Linked DNA regions of Mus musculus: regions 1 and 2 are each linked to region 3. A link is a contact called in public ChIA-PET and Hi-C data. All regions are on one chromosome and are shown on one strand. Each heading gives the region's core, a stretch centred on a gene start, on an enhancer-like site or on the middle of the called end of the contact. The rest is flanking DNA. Distances are from core to core; before and after follow the strand shown.

The links. A called contact is a pair of places that touch in the nucleus more often than the background predicts. ChIA-PET counts read pairs in DNA pulled down with a chosen protein or histone mark.
Region 1: an RNA polymerase II ChIA-PET map of memory CD8 T cells shows a contact between it and region 3, with 2.5 times the contacts expected there. The contact joins the promoter of 2610035D17Rik here to the enhancer-like site in region 3. A contact is called at or near these places in 1 of 39 promoter capture datasets (hippocampal neurons), 1 of 15 datasets of contacts at CTCF or cohesin (CD8 T cells), 16 of 484 Hi-C or Micro-C datasets (B cells, CD4 T cells, CD8 T cells and 10 more) and 10 of 115 datasets of contacts at active chromatin or transcription factors (craniofacial prominence, effector CD8 T cells, embryonic fibroblasts and 7 more).
Region 2: a contact with region 3 is called in a Hi-C map of CD8 T cells, with 4 times the contacts expected there. The contact joins two enhancer-like sites. A contact is called at or near these places in 1 of 15 datasets of contacts at CTCF or cohesin (embryonic stem cells), 10 of 484 Hi-C or Micro-C datasets (B cells, CD4 T cells, CD8 T cells and 5 more) and 2 of 115 datasets of contacts at active chromatin or transcription factors (forebrain and memory CD8 T cells).

The regions. Positions count from the first base shown.
Region 1 is chr11:113,199,415-113,203,594 of GRCm38.p6, reverse strand. It overlaps 2610035D17Rik (RIKEN cDNA 2610035D17 gene), which reads left to right and starts at 1,757. Exons shown (of 3, transcript NR_015556.2): 1 at 1,757-2,304. 4732490B19Rik (RIKEN cDNA 4732490B19 gene) reads left to right here. Exons shown (of 4, transcript NR_040276.1): 4 at 1-280.
Region 2 is chr11:113,174,040-113,178,549 of GRCm38.p6, reverse strand. All of the region lies in intron 1 of 2610035D17Rik (RIKEN cDNA 2610035D17 gene), which reads left to right. Among named protein-coding and RNA genes, the nearest start is that of 2610035D17Rik, 26 kb to the left of the region's middle. Within about 2 kb of position 2,204, at least 8 of the 459 cell types and tissues checked have an H3K27ac peak or open chromatin away from gene starts, as enhancers often do. A contact at or near this core is called in CD8 T cells and Th1 cells, where this site is marked.
Region 3 is chr11:113,264,688-113,268,584 of GRCm38.p6, reverse strand. All of the region lies in intron 7 of Slc39a11 (solute carrier family 39 (metal ion transporter), member 11), which reads left to right. Among named protein-coding and RNA genes, the nearest start is that of Gm51927, 42 kb to the left of the region's middle. Within about 2 kb of position 1,649, at least 68 of the 459 cell types and tissues checked have an H3K27ac peak or open chromatin away from gene starts, as enhancers often do. A contact at or near this core is called in CD8 T cells, Th1 cells, cortical neurons and 6 more, where this site is marked.

The sequences.
Region 1 (4,180 bases), core at 508-3,007, 65 kb after region 3:
CCCCTCTACTCTCTGATTGTGGATGTGGCAGGAACAGCTGCCTAAAGTTCCTGCTGCCTTCCTTTTTCATTACAAGGGACTGTACTTGAAATGTGAAATGTGAGCTAAAAGAAACCCATTCTTTTTTAAGATGCTAAAAAACCAAACCCAACCCCTTTAATATATATATAGTATATATATTATATGTATATAATATATATTACACTGCCATTTCCCATTTTATTTTTATGTGCTCACCCGCCACAAAAAAAAAAAATAGAAAAAATAAAGTGTTAGAACCATAAAAGCGATTGGTTTTGCATTGTCTTTTGCAACTGTGACCACTACCTGCAGTTAGTTCTTCTTTCCGTTATATTTTGGGCTTTCTTGTTCTCTTTTCTTCACGTTATTCTGTGCCCACGTGTACTTGTTTACGTGTATACACAGAGCTTTGGCTAGGTTCCTCATATGAAGCAGATGGCACGGCTTTTTCTTTCTGAGATTATATGACCTTGCTTAATATTATCCACTCTAAGCCCATCCATTTTCCTGCAAAAATTTTGAAATTTCAGTTTTCCCTAAGAGCTGAATAGTATTTCATTTTGTATACATACCAGATTCTCATTATCCATTTATCTGCTGATTGACATCTTGATTGAGGCTGGGTTTTTTGCTGTAGCAAATAAAGCATCAATAAACACCGTGTGTGTGTGTGTGTGTGTGTGTGTGTGTGTGTGTGTGTGTGTATGTGTGTGTGTGTGTGTGTGTGTGTGTGTGTGTATGTGTGTGTGTATGTGTGTGTGTGTATGTGTATGTGTGTGTGTGTATGTGTATGTGTGTGTGTGTGCAAAAAACTCTATGGTAGGATATGGACTTCTCTGGGTATATACCCAGGAGTAAAATTTTGGGTCATATGGGCAGCTCTATTTTCAACTTTTCGAGAAATCTCCCAACTGATCTACCTGAACACTGGCTGAATTAACTCCCCCTCCCACCAACAGTGAGTAAGGGCTACTCCCTCTGCCCAGCTTCTCCAATGTGTCCTGACAGACTTGTCGACAACAGTAATTCTCACTGGGGTGGGACAGATCTCATCAGAGTTTTATTTTGCATTTCCTTTATTATCCATCTGAGTTCCCTTTCCTCTTGGCTTTCCTCTCTCTCTCTCTCTCTCTCTCTCTCTCTCTCTCTCTCTCTCTCTGTCAATTCAGTTCAGCTGCCCGTTTCTTGATTGGCAGTTTTACCTCTTTGGTATTTAATGTCTGCGTTTCTTTGCAAATTCTAGATAGTAACCCCTTGTAGCTGGCACAGATTTCCCCCTTCTGTGGGCTGTCACTTAACTCTACAGGTTCCTTTGCTTTCCACAGCTTTTTGTTTTCATGCAGCCTTGAGTTGATTTATTTACAAGGTGAAAATATGCAATCCAATGTATGACTTTGTCTCCTTTGTCAAAAATTAAGTGGCTGTTTAGTGTCAGTTGCTTTTGACAGTATTTTATCACAGCAACGGAAAAGAAACTAAGGCAACGAGATAACTTCTAGAAGAAGAGATAAATTCCAGAACAGAATGGAATCTCTTCGTTACAAAGTTTGCGAAGGGAGGTAGCTGTGGTGAGTCTACCCTTTGCCAATATTCTCCATGAGCGGAAGGAGTAAGAAGACAAAACTACAACTCCCAGGATACCATTCGGCCAATCGACCACTTTACTCCGCCCTCTGGCCGTGCCCACCCGCAAACCCGTCTCTATAAAAAAGGCTGGAATGGCCCAACGGCTCGCAGAGCTCAGTGGTGGCGCAGAAAGTGTTCACTTCTTCTGTTTCGGGCTGTACGCTGTGGTTCTGCGCCTCCAGGGCTTTGCTGCCTGGCGAGCGTCCTCCCTGTACCACAGGATCCTTGCCCGACTACAAACCCGAGGCTTCTATTAGGATAGTCTGGATTCGCCATAGGGGTTTCTCCTAGCGCGGATTGTGTGTTTGCGTTGGCGATGCTCATAGAAGAAAGGCGCAGAGCTGTACGAGGAGGCGGGATGCACGGGTCAGAGCCCTCGGTGGCCTCCGCCCGCTGCTCTTGGCGCCGGTCCGCTCCTGGAGATAGCGCGGCAGCCGCCTGGGAGGCGAAGCGCGTAATCTCCGCGCTACCCACGCGGGGCCGCGGCGTGGTGGCCGCACTTTGGCTTTGGGCGCTGGATGGACAGTGGGGTAAAGGGTTGGGGTTCCCCTAACGTGGATTACTTGGTGCTTATCAACTGGATTTAGAAGACTCTCGACCTGGTCTCCATCATCCGTGGGTTGTCTTTCCATCTCCCAGCCGCTCTTTCACCTGGAGGTAAGTTTCCCCCCCGCAGTGCGCAGTTGTGGATTTGATTTGCCCTTCTTTAGCCTTGTGTTGGTTTTTGAAGGTTTAAGGATTGACGTCCGGGAAATCATTTTAGCAACCCTCAGGTGGACCCTACTAGCTCAGATCTCTGTAGTCAGCGGCTGTTCTGGGCTCATCGTCCTGTCCTGCGGCATGGATAAGCCATTGGTTACCCCGCGCCAGGACAGAGAGCGCCTGCCTTCTTGGCACTTGCCTTTTGGCAGGGTTGGTCCTTTGGGACCCTTTGCTTTGCTAGCCATGCCTCTCCAGGAAGCTGCCCATTGCACGCAGCGGGCTGCTGAGGCACAGTGTTTGCAAGAGGCCACGGGGGCTGGGTAGCCGTGGGAGCGCTTGGTGGATACTGCATTATTTTCAGGACTGGGCTGCTGTGGAGTTGATGGAGAGATGGGTATTGGCCACCATGTGAGTACAGTTTACCAGGGCAGGAATTTGGTCCAGTGTTTGCACCTACCATCCTCCTCCTCTTGGTGTGACTTTTATGATGAAGAAGACTTTTGCCTTAGGTCTTGAGACATAACTGTAAATCATAGGAGTCAGTACTCAATAATAGGTCTCTCTCCTCCTTGTCCTTTTGTGATTGCGTTGTAGTAGGGAGGTTGGTACCTGTCACGAGGTTGTCTGAGAGTAGGTGTTTGTTGAATGAATGATAGAGCTTCCCCACCCTAAATTACACCAGGTTCCTCTGTTTCCTTTTCCCTCCTGGGCTCTCACCCTTAATTCCAGAACTTTCCCCCTGGTCCTGGTTTCCTGGGGACAATTTCCAGATATGGATTTCTTCTCCCCTCCCCCACCGATCCCTGTCAGCAGTCCTGAGGTGTTCTTTTGGAACGTGTGTGTGTGTGTGTGTGTGGTGGTCCATTTCCCACCCCAGAACTCCCTCCAACAGAGGAAGCTATTCAGCCAGGGACTGGCTTTGGTGAGTGCCCAGGAGCCCTGAGGTCTCAGTCAGCACCTGCGCAAGGAGGGCAGGCTAGGCAGCATAGGAAGAAAAAAAAATGTTTTAAATGAAGTATTATGAGTCTTGACTGTCCTGCAGAAACTGGGGTCCTGCTGCCCCTGGTTCCACCCAGGTGCTTGTGGATGCCCAGGCTGGTTCTGGACGGTTCTCCAGTAAGAAGCGCTGTGTATCTAGCATTGTGGCGACCGGACGCTTTCTGCCAGGTGCACGTTTCTGTAGTTTCTTGTTGTATGGGGACGGGGAGAATGGGTCCTGGAGAGATCGTCTGTGGGTCCTTGGTCAGTGAGACTGGTTTCAAAGGGCCTCTTCTAGGGTCAGGCTGAGGGTGTACAATCCACAGTATTCGTGACTTTGTTTCCTGTTCATGTGCCTCTCCTCCGATCCCCATTTATGACTCTCGTAGCACTACTGAATTCTGCAGCCACCAAGCAAAGGATTGCTACTGTCTACTGTTGGATACTTAGGTATTTCCAAACTTAGCCCCAGCAAGCAAATGCCAAGGCGGGGGAGTCCCTTAGTACCTCAGTATTTCTCTGCACTTGGGAGGACGCATCTCGACTGGTTTCTAGAGATTGTCCTCTTTAAGTCTGTCGATTGAACGTTGGAGAAGCCTTACAAGTGGAAGACATTTCCAAGAGGGTTTAGAGGCGAAGGGCACCACTCATCTCTCACACAGCCTTTCTCTTAGGGAGGGGACACAGAGGCATGGGGCTAAAAACCACGAAAAGTTCACTGAGCCTGCCAGGCCTACCCACTTCCAAAGAGTCGTTCAACACCTCCAACCTCCAGGACCATTGGCTTGACCTTCTCCTGCGAATTATGCTAGCAACTGCTTCAGTGACCCCGCAGGTCTGTGTTTGCTAGGCA
Region 2 (4,510 bases), core at 955-3,454, 91 kb after region 3:
GTCTTGGCAGATGTCCCTATCACATCGCTGTGACAGAGACACAGGGCTCATTCTGCAGGTTCCCATTTTGATACAGAGGCAGGTTTTCTGCCCCATCTCCTTGAGAACAAGCCGCTATTTCCTCGGGCTACCCCGGTGCCTAGGTACTAGGTTTCTAAAGTTTTAATGATTAATCTTTTTGGTTTTGGTTTGTTCTAACAGGGTGGAATGAGAAGCTGTGTGTGTGTGTGTGTGTGTGTGTGTGTGTGCATTACCTTTTTAAAATGTAAATAACAGGAACACAGAGCTAACTCCCATCCTGTCCTGCATTGCTAGGTAACTCCTTAGGCAGTTCCCTGAGACCCCATGAGGTTGGTGGAGAGGGAGAACGGTCCGCTCAGCCAGGCGTGTTCAGCAGTGCCCAAGCGAGACTCGAGGGAAGCCCATGGAGTTGGGCACAGGCCTCCTTCTTATCTTCTGAGCCTGCCACCTCAAACCCAGACAAAAGCTGTCATTTTTTTTTTTTCTAAGCAATCCTCTGTGTCTGAGCTTGGGGACCTCGCTCCAAGATCATCTTCTCTTCCCTCTTCCAGCCGCTCAGCACTGCCTGTCAGCCCTTTGCTCATCCACAGGCAGGTCCTTTCTCCTGCCGGTTCCTCTCGTCCTCTTCTTGGGGTTTCCGGTTTACTCAGCCCTCTTTGTGAACAACTCGGGATAGGCGGTGTCTGTCAAAGCTGGAGGTGAGAGAGATGGGCTGGTCACCAGGGGAGCTGGCCCTGTGTTTGATTCCACACTCCTTACTTCATTGAACACCCAGAACATTCATTGGTCATCTAGGCTCCAACTTTCCTTTGCTTAAATGTCCATTAAAGCAAGAAAACAAAGCCACAACGTGCGCGCGCGCACGCACACACACACACACACACACACACACACCCATCTTTACCCCAGACCTCATGCGTGCTCTGCAGGCTCTCCTTTGCTGCATTCTGTCCCCAGCACTGTTCTGGAGCTGTTGACCTTACTGTCCTGTGAGCGAAATGCTCTCCGTGCAAAGCCTGCCTTCTGATTGGAATCTGGGTACTTCCCTGGCTTGGCTGTCATGTGACCCCATCCTCAGTGGCCTCCGTGACCCCAGGGCAAGGGCAGCCAGCTACAACCCCCAGCCTGCTGTGCTCTGCACCCCTAAGTTGGGGGTGTGTGGCCAGCTGGCTGAATTAAGTAGCTTTTTGATGTTTGGTTTCCATTGTGTTCAGAGGCTGTAAGTTGGTCATACATCGAGGGACACCTGCATGTGGCCGCCTGTCTCTCCCAGCCCTGCAGGCACTGTTGGCTTCAAGACAGTTGTCAGGTCCCCTGCCAGCAAGAGGCTTCTAGATACCAATTGCTGTGACTAGTGAGGCCAGAAGCCTTACGATCTAAAGGAGGGGTCCTGGGTGCCAGAGGGGGTGTTATTATTCAGGGCCCGTGCTTCTTGGATGTGGCCCTCCCTGTTCACGTTTTCCTCTTTTAGGGTCCTCATTAAAAACAAGATTAGAAGTCCCGTTTTACAGCCGTGTTGTTCACAGGAGCAGGTTAACACAACAGAGTCAAACAGTTTCCTTAGCTGGAAAGTGTTCTTTTTACTGAGTTCAAATAAAACTAGACAGTAGCCCTGCGGGCCATGACACGGGCCTCCTCACCACGCTGGGTAGTCAGCCTGGCCTGGCAGTAGCTCCCTGTCCCCTGTACCTGTACCTGTACCTGCTCCCTTACCTGTGGCTTCTTTACAGCCTTTCCAGTCCTCAGGGTCAGCTGTAGTGTCCCCCTGCTGTGGCTCCTGAGACCGAGCCCTTGCCCGGAGACAAAGGTCCCCCAGGACTGGCTGAAGTGTCCCACCTGGTGCTCAGTGCTGGGACCACGATGCTTGGTTGATCACGGCATGAGTGCTCTGAGCACGAGTTCTGCTTGGTCAGTCTCAGAACGGCTGCAGTGTTGGTCTTTGGTTGGTCTTTGTATGGCATGTTCTCTGGAGCAAAGCACATGGTTCTTTATATTTTGTCTCTGTTCATTGGGACTTGCATGGGCTGTGACAGACCTATTCTTGCGGTTGACACGGTGCCACCCTCTGCTAGGGAGTCATTTTGGGCAGGTTGTTTTTTGACAAGAGACTCTATGAAATAAAAAGTAAATTTAAGTCCAGGGCATCCAGACTGTTGGGGTATGGCGCCCTCTAGTGTCCAGGTAGCATCATCACAATTGCATCTCTAAATCTACCCGTTTTCTGCTGTACTGAAAATCCGGCCCTTCCCTTTCTCACTGGGGTTGAACAGTGCTTTAGAAAAGTCTGGTGCACACCTTTAATCCCAGCACTCGGGAGGCAGAGGCAGGTGGATTTCTGAGTTCGAGGCCAGCCTGGTCTACAAAGTGAGTTCCAGGACAGCCAGGGCTATACAGAGAGACCCTGTCTCGAAAAGCCCCCCCCCCCCAAAAGTCTCAGACTATTAAGTATATCGAAGAAGGGGCCTTTGGGTGCTAACGTTCAGTATGTGCCCCCCACCCATACCCACGCGCAAATGGTGACTTCTCCGCTGTGTTATTTCTGCAGGACTGGCCTGGTGGCAGGGACGTCAGCCTTGCCTAGGTGGGTGGGAGAGGGTTATGGCTTCCCTGATCCAGGAACTCTGCCTCCCAGCATTCTGCTTGCAAGTCAGTGTGGACTCCCTGTGGAGCCAGGGATGGGACCTAAAGCACGCGGGAGATAAATGCTTGGCCACCGAGTCCACCGAGTCCCCATCTATGGACAAAGGGAGTCTGGGAATGTTGCAAAGAGATGTGTGTAAGAAAATGTTTGCTATGTGGGTGATTGGCATACGTAGGAGCAAGTAGAGCATATGGTACATGTCTGACTCCTCTTTGCGGGCCTCCAGGAACCTGCTGATTGGTCACTCCAGCAGCTGGATGTGAGTCTACATCCTGAGGCTTGCAGCTAGGATATCTGGGACCTTTTATCCTGTTAAGTTTTGTACTTCCACACGTGGAGCCCATTCAGGGCCAGGGCCAGGGCCAGGTCATCCAGACTCTTGGGGTATGGCGCCCTCTAGTGTCCAGGTAGCATCATTACAAATGCATCTCTAAATCTACCAGTTTTCTGCTGTATTGAAAATCCTGCCCTTCCCTGTCTCACGGGGGTTGGACAGTGCTTAGTAAAGTCTCAGACTGTTAAGTATATCTATGCCTCCTCTCATACCGGAGGTGTTAAAGGCAGTTTTCAAACAATGTTATATTTATGAGCAAGAATAAGGGCAGGAGTGGCTGCCCTTATCTATCAAGGATGGCTGTGAGTTTAAGCTCAGTTGTAAAACACTTGCCTAGGATCTGTGCAGTGCAAAGTTTTATCCTCGGAACAAACCAATCATTAATCAATAAGTCAATCAAATAACAAATCAAGAAAGAAAAACTAAGATAAAGCCACTGAAAGAGCTAGGGTAAAATACTTGGCCACAGCCTTTGCCGTGGCTGGGCTGACCAGAATACAATTTAGTATCCTCTAGAAAATTCTTGATCTATCTTTAGATAAAAGATTCACGTACCCATCACTGCTTTAGATGGCCATGTGGGGATCCTGAGTGTCAGACATCATCACTAAGAACTGTGGTATACAGGGAACACATTGGTGGCTGTTGGGGGTGGTGGTAGATGCCTTTGGAAAACCTTGAAGCTTAGACCCCACTTGGTGTCATCTCAGTCAGTTGGAGGGGATTGGCTCCGCCCACCTCTGAGCTTTGGGCTCAATAGCTGTGGTGCTGGGCCCAGAACCTGGTGTTTATGGAAGCCCCTCCTCCACCCCACCCCCACTGTGGTAGTCCCGGTGGCCTCGGAACCCCACTGGTCTAGGTAAGGGAGGTGGAAGTCTCTCCTTTCGCTTCCCTCTATGAACGAGAGGTTGGCAGCAGGCTTGTCAGCAGTAGGCTTGTGGGGACCTGTGACGAGTGTCGCACACATTAGGAGGACCATCCTGTTTTCCAGATCGCTGGAGTGCAGATGTCTTTTGCTGCTGAATGGCAAAGGCTGGCATCCTCATGAGAAAACCAACCCCGGCCTTGGCCAGGGAACTCCATAGCTTTGCTCTGCCCCAGCATGACTGTCCTCAATAGACAGCTGGACCTGACCTACCAGGAGCGTGACTCTGTACTCCTTTGTTCGAGCCTTTGGCTGCTATAGTGCTGTGGTATCAAGAAAAAAGTTGAAAGGGGTTCATCAGAAACACCCAGTCTATCATAGAAAACCCTAGGGCGGAGCATGACTTTGCCTCTTACAGCTCTGTGGCTTCCTCTTGGGTACAGAGGGCTGTGTGTTTGCCCTGACAACAAGATAACCCACTGTAGGGCGTTCCTGGAACCAGCCATTGGTTGGGGACTCTTTCCAGGACCAAATTTTAGGTTTTGTGGGAGCTCTAGCCTTTCCTTTCAGACCCCAGCTACAGCACACAGCAGTTGGTCATTAAGGCTTCTGTGGTTGCCATGGTGAGAGAGCCTCTTCTGCTGGCCTG
Region 3 (3,897 bases), core at 400-2,899:
ATGGGTAGTGACCACAGTCCCAGGCAGTGTTTAGATACAAAGGCTTCTCAGATATGGTAGAGAGGTTTGGCCAAGAGAGCCTGGAAGAACTCTAAAGATTCATGAGCTTCGTGCGGTGCGGTTCTTCTGAGAGTGAGTTCAGCTTCCCCTGGACTAGCTGGCTGATCGGCAGGAAGGTGCTTCCTTACCTCTGGTGCGCGCATGCCTGTCACTGTCACCTTCCCCTAGTCACTCTCAGCTGGACTCGCCCCCCCACCACTGCCTCCTTCCAACCTTGATCCACACCAAGCATTTCAGACGCCTACAAGCACATTCCTAACCTCTTGATCCCCTTAATTAAATGGCACTCCTCGGGTCCTGAGACAAACACGCAATCTCTTAAAATGCTACTCTGCCATTTCCCTCCTCGGAATAGACTGGGCATGATTGGAAACAGGGGACCAAACGGAGATGCATTCACGACTGCTTGTGTAGCACTTTGATAGCAGCCAGAAGGCAAAAACAACACAGATGTCCCATCGATGGAGGGATGGATAACACTGCTTACACAGGCAGTGGCATATTGCTTATAAAAAGGCAGGAAGTGGTGAAGCAGCATCCGGGTGGGTGAAGCTATTATGGTCCACGGAAGATGCTTAGGACCGCGTATGGTTTCTATTCAGAGTGGGCGAATAGGCAGAACAAAAAGCAGTGGTGGGTTTTAGGGGCTACGAGGAACAGAATATGGAGGGTAACCAGCGAGCACCTAAATGGGGTAGAGATGAGAATGCTCTAGAACTATTACTAGGCATTTCCGGAACTGCTGGTGATGGCTTCACAACACTGTGAGTGTATTTAAGTGCTACTGAAGTGTGTTTTTTGGTAGCCAAACGAGGTGGCTTACACATGCAGTCATAGCACTCTGGTGGCTGAGGCAGGATGTATGTCATGACTTCAAAGCCTGCTTGGGCTACACAATAAATTCCAAGTCAGTCTGGTCCACAAATATATGAGTCCTTATTTCAAGAAATCAATTCCAAGCCAGGCGGTGGTGGCGAACGCCTTTAATCCCAGCACTTGGGAGGCAGAGGCAGGGGGATTTCTGAGTTCAAGGCCAGCCTGATCTACAGAGTGAGTTCCTGGACAGCCAGAGCTATACAGAGAAGCCCTGTCTCAAACAAACAAAAAAAAAAACAAATAAAAAAAATCCCCCCAAAAACCAAAAACAACAACAAAAAAAGAAATCAATTTCAAAGTTAATTTTAAAAACTATTTATATTGCTGGTAAGATGCTTGCCCACAAGCATGGGGACCTGAGTTCAGAACCCACCCCTAAAAGCTAGGTGTGGTGGAATAGGTTTGTAACTCCAGTGCTGGCAAGCAAGACAGAAGGATCCTGGGAGTCCAGTCCAAAGAAAACTCCAATTCCGCAAACTCCAAGCGGCAGTTCATATTTCCAGGAATGAGTTTAACGTGGACCATAGGAGGATGTCGGGTGGTTAGAAACGAGCCAGCATCCCTCAGGAACTTGTGAGACTGATTCTCCTCTACCCAAAGGAGCCCTTTGCCTCAAGTCTGGCAGAAAGGACAGATGGCTTCCTGTGATGCCTCCTAGCACATCAAAGTGCAGGCTGGTATCACAAGCTCCGTTCCACAGTTCCAAGTGTGCGCTAGCATCCTAGCCCTCTCAACGCCTCCCTTCCCCAAAGCCCCTCCCCACAGCTGCTCACTGCTCTTCTAACCCTGCTCTTCCATCTGCTCTCTCTTCCTGCTCAGCTCCTGCATCTCCTGTGATTTCTCTGTTCTCTATCCCCTGCTAATCTCCTCTCTCTGTTCCTGTCTCTCTGTGTCTGTCTGTCTGTCTGTCTGTCTGTCTGTCTGTCTGTCTGTCTGGAGATATTCCTGGCTGTGTTTTGTCTACTTCCTTCTCTCTTCTGATGCCTCTGGCTGTTCTCTCTCTCTCTCTCTCTCTCTCTCTCACACGCACGCGCGCACACACACACACACACACACACACACACACACACACACACACTTACAATGAAAGTCTTCCCCTTTACCATATCGAGGAATGGTCATGTCGTCACTTTTTACACTGAGCAAGTCTGTGGCATGGGGGCAGTGGTGGTGGTGTGCCGGCACCGTCTTCCCGTTGGCATCATGTTAGAGATATGTACATTGTTCATGACAGAGCATGTGCAAGAGGGCTGAGGAGAAGCCTAAGACTACTTTTATATCGTTCTAAGGGTATCTCAGCAAAATGCTGATAGGTTATTTTTCCATTGCCGGAAAATTAGCCAATTCAAGCCAGACTAGATTATGCCAAAGGCAGGGTTATTGGGAAGTTGTTCCTAGGCTGGTTCACTGGCCCCAAGGATTGAGGCCAGGAGAGTCGCCATGGGGAGAGGTGGGGGGGAGAAAAAGATAGGGCACTCAGAGGAGGAGGAAGAAGAGGGGGGAGGAGGAGGAAGGAGAGGGGGGAGGAGGAAGAAGAAGAGGGGGGAGGAGGAGGAAGAAGAGGGGGGAGGAGGAGGAGGAGGAGGAGGAGGAGGAGGAGGAGGAGGAGGAGGAGGAGAGCAAAATGTCTGGATTATACAGGGAAGAGCAGCCATCCCTGGGCTGGAAAGTTCAAGGTTGGGGGCAGGGTATGCCAGGTAGGGACTGAGGGATGCTGGGAGAACCTGGAGACCAGGTCTAGCTTGATATGTAAAATGTCCACCTCAGTCCCTTGCCTGGGTGTAAAACTAAACAAAGGGGTTTTTTTTTTTTAAATTGAATACCAGGAATTTAGTAGGCATTTCCAAATATTTGGTGGATGACTAAGTTTGTGAATTATTGTCTTAGACGTCTCTAAGTAAAACAACCAGTAACGTGGGCGAGAGAGGAAGTAGTGAAGATATTTTCACTCAGTGATCCCAGCACAGTTATCCTGGTGGGCTAGCTGCTTTTCTCTTGTTTGCTGTAACAGAATGCCATAAATGCAATTTTGGGGGGTTTTCTTTGCTCCTGAATAACTCCAGGGTGTTTCTATGCCCAATCTAGGCTATTTTAGCTCCTGAATAAATGACACAGAGACCCTGTATATTTATTAACAAGCTGCAAGCCCTAAGCAGGGCAGATTCTGAGCTAATCTAACTTGGCTGCACTGCTAATACACAGCTACGTGGTCCTTTACCTACATCCGAGTCTCTCCCTGGCTCGCTCTGGTCCACGTGTGTCCTCATGGCTGCTCTCTCATCGTGACCTCATGCCGAATCCTCCTGGTTCATCCACACGGTCTCGCCACACTTTCTCTCTTCCCATGACCCTTATTTTTTTCCTTGGGACCCCCCAGACTGGGATCAGAAGTCCTGCCCTATTTTCTTCTCTTTCCCTGCTATTAGCTGATCAGCACTTTACTAACCAATCAGAGGTGAAGGAAAACAATCTTTATACAACGTTGATACAATATCAGGCTCGGCCTCCTGAGTGCTGAGACGTAAGACATGTTCCACCTGCTCTACATGACCACCTCCCCATCACCCCACCATACCCCACCACTATGACCGTCACCACCACGTGACCACTGTGTGACCACCATGTGTTCACCACGATGCCCCACTCTAGGATTTTTCTGTATGAGGCGATTGCTGCAAATGCCCCAACCATTTGACACAGCTCTCCTTAGGTCTCAGCCATGAGTTCAAGTACCCTGAGTGCCAAGTCCCCACATGGGGGACCAGGCAGCTGATGGTGTGTTTGCCAGACACAGGTCCCGTTATTTCTCTTTCCATGTCCCTTCATAGCCATGCCATGCGGCTCTTCTGTCTCTGTGCCCACAGTTCCCAATATAAACAATTTAAAGGGAGGGGGGACTTATTTTGGTCTCCAGTGTCAGGGAGTTCAGTTTCCTGGCTCTATTGACTGGGACAAAATATC